Regions from separate parts of the Mus musculus genome. Here all the other regions are linked to region 2. Evidence: chromatin contacts called from public ChIA-PET data. All regions are on one chromosome and are shown on one strand. Each heading gives the region's core, a stretch centred on a gene start, on an enhancer-like site or on the middle of the called end of the contact. The rest is flanking DNA. Distances are from core to core; before and after follow the strand shown. Region 1 holds the start of Pard6b (par-6 family cell polarity regulator beta). Region 2 holds the start of Slc9a8 (solute carrier family 9 (sodium/hydrogen exchanger), member 8). Region 3 holds the start of Cse1l (chromosome segregation 1-like (S. cerevisiae)).

Evidence for each region. ChIA-PET counts read pairs in DNA pulled down with a chosen protein or histone mark.
Region 1: a contact with region 2 is called in an RNA polymerase II ChIA-PET map of memory CD8 T cells, with 27 read pairs. The contact joins the promoter of Pard6b here to the promoter of Slc9a8 in region 2. A contact is called at or near these places in 4 of 39 promoter capture datasets (the SN4741 cell line, liver and pre-B cells), 1 of 484 Hi-C or Micro-C datasets (CD4 T cells), 1 of 115 datasets of contacts at active chromatin or transcription factors (memory CD8 T cells) and 1 of 9 other capture datasets (pancreatic islet).
Region 3: a contact with region 2 is called in an RNA polymerase II ChIA-PET map of memory CD8 T cells, with 26 read pairs. The contact joins the promoter of Cse1l here to the promoter of Slc9a8 in region 2. A contact is called at or near these places in 5 of 39 promoter capture datasets (the C10 cell line, hippocampal neurons, liver and 2 more), 1 of 484 Hi-C or Micro-C datasets (embryonic stem cells), 2 of 115 datasets of contacts at active chromatin or transcription factors (memory CD8 T cells and pancreatic cancer cells) and 1 of 9 other capture datasets (liver).

What each region holds. Positions count from the first base shown.
Region 1 is chr2:168,079,565-168,083,414 of GRCm38.p6, reverse strand. It overlaps Pard6b (par-6 family cell polarity regulator beta), which reads right to left and starts at 2,411. Exons shown (of 3, transcript NM_021409.2): 1 at 2,056-2,411. The coding sequence starts at 2,121. It overlaps Gm39990 (a long non-coding RNA gene), which reads left to right and starts at 2,689. Exons shown (of 2, transcript XR_867010.1): 1 at 2,689-2,915; 2 at 3,655-3,850.
Region 2 is chr2:167,419,454-167,423,332 of GRCm38.p6, reverse strand. It overlaps Slc9a8 (solute carrier family 9 (sodium/hydrogen exchanger), member 8), which reads right to left and starts at 1,623. Exons shown (of 17, transcript NM_148929.3): 1 at 1,568-1,623. The coding sequence starts at 1,581.
Region 3 is chr2:166,904,173-166,908,063 of GRCm38.p6, reverse strand. It overlaps Cse1l (chromosome segregation 1-like (S. cerevisiae)), which reads right to left and starts at 1,968. Exons shown (of 25, transcript NM_023565.3): 1 at 1,887-1,968. Gm31204 (a long non-coding RNA gene) reads left to right here and starts at 770. Exons shown (of 3, transcript XR_866966.3): 1 at 770-2,485.

The sequences.
Region 1 (3,850 bases), core at 1,162-3,661, 660 kb before region 2:
AGAGACCCACTCCTATCTAACTTATTGGCACACCTAGAATCTCTACTCATTTTTTTAATGATTAAAAAAACATGTAAAGGCTCACTACCGAGATCAGGACCATAAAACTGAGTGTTGGTATTATGCAGCATCACAAGTGGTTTTCTTTCCTCACCTCAAGTCCCACAAGCCAAACTACAAAGAGATGCCAGGAGAAAGCTTGTGTGTTGACAGCTACAAATGGTTAGAGAAAAAGACAGACATTTCTGGAGTCAGTCATCTCCCTATACTAACAAGTCACTTTATTTGCTGTTGTGCAGAACCCAGCCAGGAAGGGTGTGTTCCTTAAACTATCATACAGTTTTACTCTAAAACAATTATGTGTATGCCGGCAGCTCCGTCTATGTATGCCATGTGTCGGTGCCATGGGAAGCCAGAGCACCAGATGTTCTGGAACTGGAGAGAAGGCTCGGTGGTTAAATGCAACACAGCTCACTCAGAGGCTCTGGGTTTGGGTCAGCGCCCACAAGGTAGCTCACTATTTTAACTTCAGGTCCAGGGGATCCGACTTGACTCCCTCTGGGATTCTGGCTTCCTAGAGCACCAGGCATTCAGGTGGTACACAGACATACAGGCAGGCATTTATACATGTAAAATAGTAAATTTAAAGAAAGTTACAGGTGTGTGTTGCTCGGCAGGGGTGCGGCGAACTGAGCTTGGGTGTCCTGCAAGAGCAGCGTACATTCATAAATGCAGTGCCATCTCTCTAACACCAACAGTCCTGTTATTATTACACAGACCTGTGTTTCAATCTAGTTCCTATCTGATATATAAATTCCTCCCACTCCTCCATTAAGACTGTGTCTGGCACTCTCTAGTTCTAGTCTCAATAGTTAGAGGAGATTACAAACAAAACAACAAAGCAAAAAAACAAAAAGAAAACAAACAAACAAAAATCCCCCCAAATTAAAAGCAAATGTAGATCTGTGATTCTTAGTTACAGAACTTTGCTCTCAAGCCCAGGAACCACAAAGGCTCCAGGTAGCTTTCCTCACTCACCCCACTTCCCGGACCGACATTCCCCCAGGGGTCCCTTAACCACCACGCTTCTTATTTTTGCAGTGGGTGTTCGATACACCGCTCCTTCTGTGTGTCTAGCCACAATTTTGCTCTAAATTCTCACGGTCAGCAATGCCCTCTACCACCGTTTTACAAGTTGCTCAGTAAAAAGCCATCGGCAAGACCTGGTCCTACAGCCGAGTTTGGGGGAAGTCACACCCTTTAAAAGCAGGGTTTCTTATCATTTCAGAACTCTCCGAGAACCAGGCTACATAATCCTGCCCCTCCTGGCCGTTCAAAGTCAGGAGAAGCTTGGCGACATGTTCCGGTGGCTACGGATCACCTTCAGATTCCATCTGAAAAGCCCCTTTTGGAAGACGGCATTCTCCAGCTAATCCCCACGGGCTACTCTGCTCACCCGGCCTTGGGATTGAGGAATCCCACCGACACTGAAGTCACTAACAGAAGACTGGCAGATCCGCCAAGGGGGAAAGCATTCCGAATGAAGAGTCGGAATGAAAACAGCAGCGTCTCAAATTGTCAAGCGCAGCACCAGAGTAAGGCGATAGCGCTAATTTCATAGATTAGACGCATACCAAAGTTAGGGCTGGAAAAAGAGCTCTCCTCCACTCGATGTACCCCCGAGCCCCAATAAAAGGTTATACGAGAAGACAACAAGGTGTTCCGAAAGCCTCTGGCTCGTGCCCGGGGTGAAGGGATCCCCCAAAGTTATCCCATCACCTTGCACTGGAGCGATCCTCATCCCACCCTAAAAGCAAGGCGGGAATATGAAGGATAGAAAACAGGGGCTGTGCTGCGGAGCAGACGCAAACGCCTCACATCGCCGCGCTCCACCAAGTTTCTCTCCTACGTGCTTCGGCCAGCAGCTCGCCCTCCGCCCGCGTTCCCACAGGGGCAGCCGAGGTCCACCATCCCGCCACTCTGCGTCCTCACGGGGCAGCCCCGCGTCGACCATCCCACCGGCCCTCGCCCCCGTTGCCCCGCCCGGCCGCGCACCTTGCTCTTCACCTCCATGGTGCCCAGGCAGCCGCTGCTCGCCCCGTGCCGGTGGCCGCGGTTCATGCTGAGTGCCCGGCCGCCGGCGGCCTCGTCGGGGGCCGGCCCTCGGGAGCGCGGGCGGCGGGGCCGCGGAGCGCGGGCTCGGGACTCGAAGCGCCGCACGGCGCCTCGTCACGGCACCTGCTGAGGTCCTCCCCGCAGCGCAGTGCCGGCTGCTCCGCGGCGGCCTGAGGGTCGGACTGCCAGTGCAGCAGGCGGGGACACCGGTCCCTCCCAGCGAGGCTCGGGGGCGGCGGCGGCCGCGGCGGTGAGGAGAGGGCGGAGCACAGCCCTACAGCCGCCGCAGCCTCCCTTATCCGCTGCCTCCCCCGCGGACGCGCGCCCGCGCGCTCGTGCACCGAGCTGGGCCGCGGCCGCGGCACGTGCGCGCGCTCACCTGCAGCTTCGGCGCGCGGCTTGCGCTCCGCCCACACCCAATGGGAAGCGCGCACCTGCGCCCGCGGCGTCAGCCAATCGGCACGCAGCCTGCGGGGCTCGCGCGGCCCGTGGGCGGGCCTCGTGGTTGGGAAGCCCCGCCCACAGCCCTCGCGATTGGTCCTGCCTTGCGAGGGAGGGGCGGGATCACCTGAAGCTCTGGGGCCTCTCTGGATTGAGCCGGGGGAGCAGTAGGACGCATGCGCCGGCTGTAGAGTTTCCGCCCCGAGAAGGCGATGGGGAAGGCCGGCCGGAAGCGCGAGCGCACCTGGACTGCCGTTCAGGAGGGTGTGTATTTTGCGCATGCGCGCGAGCGTTTTCGCCGGCTGGGTCGGGTCGGGAGCGCCCGTATCTTTAACGCGCCCTAGTCACCTGCTTGGAATGTGTGTACAGCCGTTCCCTTGCCGTGATGATGTGGGGTGACTGGGCATCTGGGGCCCCTCTTCGGCCTGAGCCCCCCCCCATGCTGCGGCTTCTTGGCGGCCCCCTGAAACTATTGTGGAAAGAGTTTCAAGTTTTCCCGCCTCTGCAGCAGTCATTAGAGGGAGAAGCTTGGGGGTCGGGGGTGGGGGGATGTCTAGGCCTGGAAACTGCACTTTCGTCTCAATCAGCGCTTCTCAACCTGTGGGCTCTTGACCCCAGGACGACTCTTCCTCCGGGGTCACCTGAGACCTAAAACACAGATATTTACATTGCGATTCATAACAGTAGCAAAATTACAGTTAAGTAGCTAGGAAAATCATTTTATGGCTGGAGGTCATCAGAATGCGAGGTCACAGCATTAGGAAGGTTGAGAACCACTGCTCTAGATCTTCCCTGTCCCGAGGGTGCCCTGGGTATCAGGAGAGGACCAGGGAGCTGAGGCCTGCGATGGTCCCCACAGGCCCTGGCTCCCTGCGGGCCTCACCATCCGCCCTCTGAGGCTGAAGTCGTCTCTCTGTGGAGCAATTTCTTGCCCGTTTGTTGTTTGCACCAACGCCAGCCTCTGGGCTGTGTTCTGTTCCCCCAGTGACCGAGCTGTGTCCTGGGGTAACAACACCAATTCCTAATCTCTGAGCGCCCCACACTGAGGCTGCTGCCTCTCTCTCTGTTTTGTTTACCCATTGGTCTTGCTGGTGCTAGGAGAAAAGTGAAAGTCTCCCTCGACGACCCTCCTACCCCACAGAGGGCTGAAGAGCTAGCTGATCAGGGGCCTTCACTCCTGCCCACTCTCCCCTTGGACCACAGAATCTAACATCTTTCCGCTGTGATGGGGTTCAGCTTTTCTATTTTCCTTCGTGCACGTGCACTTGAAACAGCGTTACTCTATGTACAATGA
Region 2 (3,879 bases), core at 374-2,873:
GTGGTACATGTCTTTAACCCCAGTACTCAAAAAACAGAGGCAGATCTCTTTGAGCTGGAGGCCAGCAGAGCAAGTTCCAGGATAGTCAGATCTACACAGAGAAACCTTGTCTGGGGTTGGGGGGAGGAGGATGCTCTCTGCCCCTTGAACTTAACGAGGGTAGCAGGGTATGTTAATCCATGCCTGTAATCTCTGCACTTGGGAGACAGATGCAGGAAAGCTAAGAGTTCAAGACCAAGGTCACCCTGGCCTACATACTGATACTCAGTGAGGACCAGTTTTATGGGCTACATGAACCTGTCTCAAAAAGAAAAACACAAACAGACTTCTAGGGTGGAACTGGAGTCTCCCTACACCCCAGTTTCAGTATTATTTACTTTCCTAGTCTACAATCTCCTTGAATTTTGGGTGCAGTGTGTGTGTTTGACTAAACTAGGGATTGACCTCAGGAATGGTGGGCAAGATTCCAGCCTTTAACTGACCAAGTCAGCTGAATCTGCCCCGTTTTTCTCCCTAGAATGCCCTAACCTACCCTACCAAACCCTTCTGGAATCTCAAATGGCTCAAGTTTCCTGCTCTGGAACATCCCACTCTATGCAAGGCTTCCGCCTGTGCTCTTAAGGTTAGGTCTGTAAACTAATGTAGTAGTGATGGAATTGTGACCACTGAGCACTGCCTCATTCCAGGACCCCATAAACTGATCAAGCTTCAAGCCCACATCTCAAAGCATTTGGCTCTGTATTACCTCTTTTATCTTGTCCTGCTGAGACTATGTGAATGTCTGGGACAGTACAGCTACACAACAAGATCTAATGACTTTCGCTCCTCAGTGGCCGAAGAGCTACCTGAAATGCTCTTAGTTAAAGTTCGGTATCAATTAAGGGGTTCCTTGTTAATTTTCTGGGGCTCATTTCAAAGAGAGAATTTGTAACACACAACAGTGTCCTGCCAAGCATGAAGATGGACTCGGGCCTTTTTAACACGTCATCTTCCCCATCTCTCCTCTAAGATTTCAAGCTGCGGGTCACGAGACGTCTTTCTCCCACCTAGGGTGGGCTCCTCTTCCCTCATGCTACCCAATTTCCATCCAAGCATCTGGCAAGGTCCAAAAACACCCAGTCCACACAAAAGTCTCCCACTAAAGCCTCGTGGCGGCTCCCTGCGGGCGGCTCCTGACGCCCAGGGCCGAGAAAAACGGTCAACTAGCAGTCAATGAATCAAAGAAACCTGCTGGGGGCAGACAAGAACAATGAAGGTTGCTGATGGTTACGGGGGATGCCAGGGGCTGCTCGTGGCAACGGGAGAACTTCCTGGATCAGGAGGAGGAGAGCCAGGGAACCCTGAGATAACCGGAAACCGGGAGCAGGAAGGACGTTCGCGGCTTCCGCCAGGCCTGCGCGTGGTCAGCAATGTCGGACCTCCGGGAGGCCTCAGGGCCCATGTTCTCATCCCGCCCCCCGCCAACCCTGGCTAGGTGGGCCCGCGCCACTCCACCCGGGCGCTCCAGGCCCGCTGTCGCCCGCCGGCCCGGCCCTGCCGCCTCCGCTACCCGAAGCCGCGCACTCACTCCTCCTCCGCCATCTTCTCCCCTATCCTGCGAGCTTCCGAGACTACAGAGTTCGGCGCCGCAGGGCTAGCGGGGCCGGCGGCTGCTTCCGGTTTCCGCTGCGGGCAGGGGCGGGGCTTGGCCTCCCAGGGCGACCCTCTGCGCTGTCCTCTCTGTGGCCTGGGAGTGGGACGACCTCTGGGGCTTTCTGTGGGCTTTTTCCGGCCAGGCTGTGTGACGATCTGGCCTTGGGACATCCGGACTTTTTTTTTTTTTTTTTTTTCCGGTCCCCGGGCGGGAAAGATTTGGAGGAAACTTTTGAGATCTGGGTGACTCAGCTGTGAGCCAAGCCGTCCGCCCCGCGTGAGAATCCCAGGGCTCAGAATGGGGGAAAGTGGTTTCTCTGGGCGTCCGGGCCGGCTGTGCGGAGCGGAGGGAGTCCGCAGGCGCGTTCCGAGGCGGCCTCAGTTTCCCCTGCTGTGGGGAGAGTAGACAGAGGGTCTTTGAAACGCTAGACAGTGTACTTACTCCGATTATAAAAGTTGAGAGCTAGCAAGGCAGAGGTTGGACATTCCCCATTGGTTTATTGGTTGGTGTGGTAGATGTGAAAATGAGATCCAGGACAACTTGAGGGGTTTCATTCTCGCCTTCCTCCGTGTTGGTCCTCGGCATTGAACTCTGGTAATACGGGTTGGCGGCACCGCCTTTACTCATTGAACTATCCCAACAAATTTTTCTTAACCTTTGTGTGTGCGGGGGTGGGTGGGGTACATTAGGAGGTCCCAGGTTATCAGATGTCTTCCTTACTCACGCTCCACCTTAGTTATGAGACAGTGAACCTGAAACTAGGGACGCGACATAGTGGCTAGCCAACAACTCCCAGGGATCCTCCTTCTCAGTCTCCCTGTCCCTATGGTTACAGATGCCAACAGCTATCCCTGGCTTCTGTGTGGATGTTGGGAATACCAACTGAGGTCCTCGTGCTTGCGTAGCAAGCGCATTGCCCACTGGGCTTTCAACACCGAAGATAACTTGAACTGTCTAGTCTGTATTGCTTAAAACTGGCCTGGTACTGCTGAGGTCTTTATGGGACCTTCTGGGTGTTCTCCTTCAGGGCCCCTTCCACCCTAGGTAGTTCCCCCCCCCCCCCCCACTTAATAACGCTTAACAGATATGTCACTTTCCCAAAGAACGATCCTTCTGTCTCATCCTCTTGAGCAGTTGGGACTGGAGGGTGAGAGACACCCCTCCCCACCCCCATTCAGGCATCTGTCTACTTCTGTACAGGGGTGGAACCTAGGGCAACACATATGGCAGGCAGGTGGTCTTCCATTCAGCTAACATGCCCAAGTTCTCTGTAGAGACCTACTGTATGCTGAGATGTACCTTGTGGGGTTCAGACTATACAAAGGAACTAGGAAAGCCAGGTATAAGGCAAGATAAAATTAAACGAACAAGGGAAGCCTCACACATTAGCTGAGAACAAAAATTCCAGCACAATTAATGTGTGCCAAGAAGGCTGCCCACGTAAAAAAATTTTCATATATGGATATTAAAACTAAGACTGCTGAGATGATTCTGGGTAACAGCTCATGCCACCAGCCGAATGACCTTAGCTTAGTTTCTGTGACACACATGGTGAGAGAGAACTGACCCTTGCAAATTCTCCACACATGGATATGACATGCACACACACTGCTGGATTCTTTGTCAACTTGACAAAAGCTAGAATCATGGAGAGAGAGAGACCATCAATGGAGGAAATGTCTCCATAAGATTCTGCTGTAGGGCATTTTCTTAATTAGTGATTTTTGGAGAATGGCCCAGCCCATTGTGGGTGGGGCCATCCCTGGGCTGGTGGACCTCAGTTCCATAAGAAAGCAGTTTGAGCAGACCAGTAAGCAGCACCCTTCCATGGCCTCTGCTTCAGCTCCTGCCTCCAGGTTCCTGCCCTGCTTGGGTTCCTGTCCTGACTTCCTTTGATGATGGACCGTGCTGTGGAAGTTTATGGCCAAATAAATCATTTTCTCCCCAAGTTGTTTGATCATGGTGTTTCCTTGAAGCAGTAGAAATCCCAAGACACACATCCCAAATAAATGGAATTTTTAAAAACAAAGAACTTGAGAAGGCTTGAACCGGCTGAGTGGTGGCATGTACCTTTAATCCCAGTACTCTGGAGGCAGAGACAGATGGATCTCCTGGGTTTGAGGCCAGCCTGGTTTACAGAATAAGTTCCAGAGCCAGCTGGGACTACATAAAAGACCCTGTCTCAAAGGGTGGTAATAGTAAACAAAGGGCTAGAGAGATGGCTCAGTGGATAAGAACCCTGGTCT
Region 3 (3,891 bases), core at 719-3,218, 520 kb after region 2:
AAGGGGGGAGTTATATCCCCCATACACCACAAAAAAAAAAAAAAAAAAAAAAAAAAAAAAAAGAACAGTTACTAAGCACACTTCAAGACAACAGGAGTCTGGGCAGTAACCTGAGTCCCTACATCATTTCTCTGCTTCCACTCTGTATCAAACCCAAACTTACACGGCCACAAAGTCCTGCACCAGCTCTTCTTCCCACCACTTGACTTGGATTTTCCTAAGACGCCCCGAATTCCAAGTGAGTTTCTGTCCTTGAGTTTTTGTTTCTTGTTCACCTCACCTTTCCCTGGTTAGTCTCTGCTCAAACGCCACCTCTTCACCTGTCACCTCTGTCACGACCTGAAATACCTGAACTCACTCACGGACTCCTCCAATTAGAACGTGAGCTCCCTAAAGAGAGACACCTTGTCCACTTGTGATTCTTCACTATATTCCCAGGGTTTCATAGAATGAGATATTAAACAAATAAGGCAATAAATCAATTCCACAGTTAAAAGCACTGCTCTCTCAACCAATTCCTGTCTAGAGACTGGCTTCCCAAAGCCCAACTAGAACACCAAACAGCCAGAGGGGAGAAAATTCCTTTGCACAAATGGAAAAGTGAAGAAGAGTTGAGTGTGGTAGCCTACACTTGTAGAAAGATAACGCTCTAAGTCTAGCCTGGGCTATGAAAGACCCTTTATCCAAAATAAATAGATAGACAGACAGACAGATACCTTCCATGTCTTCATAAAATAACAGAGCATTCACCATGTGGCTCTCATACATGGGACCCAGCAATAAAAAGTTATCCTTAAAGATAACTCAGAGCAGATGAGAACCGTGAGAAACAAGCAGTAGTTACTACATATAAGGTCAATGCTACAGGACACATAAACGTGGGTGATGTGGCCATCGCAGTGAGAACTGAGAACTCCTCCCTAAGAAGGGAACTTGAAAGGCAGGGAGGGAGGCAGCCCCGCCAAGATCTGAGGTCAGCTGCTTCTAACATCACGAAAGCTGGGGACTTAGCATACAGGACGGGACTATGAATACTTAAAAGAGCCGGTCATGGAGGCGACAGTGCTTATGGAGAGACGAATGGCCATGGTCAGCAGTTCAGGCGAGCCCTCTGGGAAACACAGCCTGCAGTCAGCGGAACCTTCAAGCCACTTAACCGAATATGCAAGTGAAGAATCGTAAGTTTGAGGAGAGGGTAAAAATGCCATTTCAGTGGAAGAGATTGTTCAACACGTGAGGGAGCACGGTTTCCACGCCCAGCATCACCTAATTATTTAAAAACTAGGAAATTCGTAGAGAGGCAAGGACTAGCTCTGAATTACACTCCTAGGGAAAGACGGAGTGTGCGTGGGGACAGATTATCTAACTGGAAAGCCGGCGAGCCCCAGGCAGGGGAACACCATTCGCCTGTAGGTTCCTTAGGTCCTAGGGACACGAACGTCACAGCCAGCTGAAACCCGAGGGCCAAGTCCACTCTGGCGGAGGCCAAAGCCCCGCGAAGTCAGAGTGGGCGATCTCCGGCCTCTTTTAGAACCAGGGACCCAGACCGGCTCGGCCAGGTCAGGCCTCGGCGCGGAACAGCGCTCACGCTGCGGGCCCCGGCGCGCCGAGAACGGACGCGCGGGCTTGACCAATCCGCGGACGCCTACGCGGCGGCGCGACCAATCCCAGCAACGCTGGAAGGGAAGGGGCGGGAGCTCGAGAAGCTCGCGTGAGGCCGAGCCCCAAGCTGCCCCAGCTTCCCGGAGCGGTCAGGCCCGACCCAGAGGCGGCGTGCGGGGAAGACCAGGCGCGCGTCCTCGGGCTGAGGCCCAGATCCACCTCCCAGCGATCGGCCCCTCCCTCAGCCGCGTCCCCGCGGCCACCCTGCTCGCTCCATGCCTCACCTCGTGGGGACGCCGAGACCGAGGAGGGAATCCCAAGCGAGAGCTGCAGCCGACACTACCCCACTCCAGCCGCTGCTCCGCCTCACATTCAAACCCTGGCAAAATGGCGCGGCGGCTAAGGTGGCGGCCACTGCGCATGTGCGAGTGAGACCGGGACGCGGGGTGGAGCCAGGAATGCTTTGGCCCCACCCCGGCTGCGAGGGCCAATCGGAACCATTGCTCGGGTCTGCGGTGACGTCACAAGAGACCGTGCCTTTTGACGCAGGCTTCTGTTTTGGGTTTCTTTCCTCAGACCCTAGCAGGTTCTGCGAGTGGCTCCTAGTGGCTTCTAACTGTTGGATGGAACGTGCTCGTTCACGCCTGAGCGAAGGGACAGAGCAGAGCGTCTGTTCTAGGACAAATAGAATAAACGAATGAGTAAGAATTTCAAGCTAGGGGATAGCACGCTTGGTTAAGCAAGTGATAGCTGCGCAAGGAAGAAGACGGGAGTTCGAATCCCCAGCACCCACATAAAAGCCAGCCTGACTACAATTCCGTACCTGGGGAGGCAGACACAGGAAGATCGCTGGGGCTTACTGGCCGGCCTGTCTAGCTAATTGGTGAGCTTCTGTTTCCATAAGAGATCCAGCCTTGAAAACTAAGAGAGCAATGGATGAAGACACCCACATTCATTCACTCACACACACATGATTTCAGAAGCTGAAGGCGATGGCTCATGCTTGTTACCACTTGGCACTTGGGAGGCAGAAGCAAGACAATCGCCATTTATTTAAGCCCAGCATGGTCTACACAGAGGCCAGGCATAGCTACACAGTGAGATCCTTTCTCAAAAAAAAATTTTTTTTTTCAGACGACGATGTAGTTGGTGGCAACTTAAAGGTAACTGGGATGTTCATTTGACCCTTGAACAAGAGAAATCTTATCTTTTCAAAAGCCAGGAGACAGTTGTGTGACTGTACGCCTCGCAAGCAAAGAAAGGTGAAGGTCTAGAAGCAGGTTTTTGATCAAGACTGAAGCCTAGTGTTCTGTAGTAAGACCGGGCTGAAGAAGCCAGCTTAGCTTGCCTTCTCTGTTCCTCTCTGCTACAAGCTTACCCCACTTTACTGCACTGATATGTGTTCCTTCCTGTCTCTGGGTCCAGGAGTAGCTGGCTCACTTTGCGTTTTAGCCAGTAAAGGACAGGCTGCCTAGCTTGCCATGAATTCCAGGTCACAAACACTCATTTTCATAATCGATACTTCATGGGAACGCTTACCCTCAAAAGCATGCATTGTTTATGTAAGGTTCTCATTAAACTGTTTTTTTTTTTAAGATTTATTTATTTGTTATATGTAAGTACACTGTAGCTGTCTTCAGACACTCCAGAAGAGGGCATCAGATTTCATTACGGATGGTTGTGAGCCACCATGTGGTTGCTGGGATTTGAACTCAGGACCTTCAGAAGAGCAGCCGGTGCTCTTAACCACTGAGCCATCTCGCCAGCCCTAAACTGGGTTTTCTGTATCTTACCTGGTTGGCTTGACTTCATTCTATCATCCTGAGTTAATTTATGTAACAGGAGGGGTGCGTGGGTGCCATGGTAGCTGTGTGAGGTCAGGTCTCACCAGCTTGTGGGTCCCAGGGATTGAACCCTGGCCCTCAGTCTTGGCAGCAAGTGCTTCTACCCTCAGCCCTCCTCCTCATGCTGTCTGCAAGGCGTGTGAGTTTCTTGTGTTTCTTCTACACAAGAGCTTAAGTCTTACTGCTCTTCTTTATAGCCGTGCCTCCAACACTCAGCACACCCCAGCTGCTCAGTAAAGATGTTCTGGGGTTTTTTGTTTGATTGGTTTGGTTTGCTTATGACTTCTCGAGACAGGGTTTTTCTGTGTAGCTGTCGCTGTCCTGGAAGACAGAGCTGTAGACTAGGCTGGTCTCGAACTCACAGAGATCTGGTTGACTCCATCTCCCAAATGTTGGGATTAAAGATGTGCCACTGCCACCACCACCAGGCTCTGTTGCTAGGTAA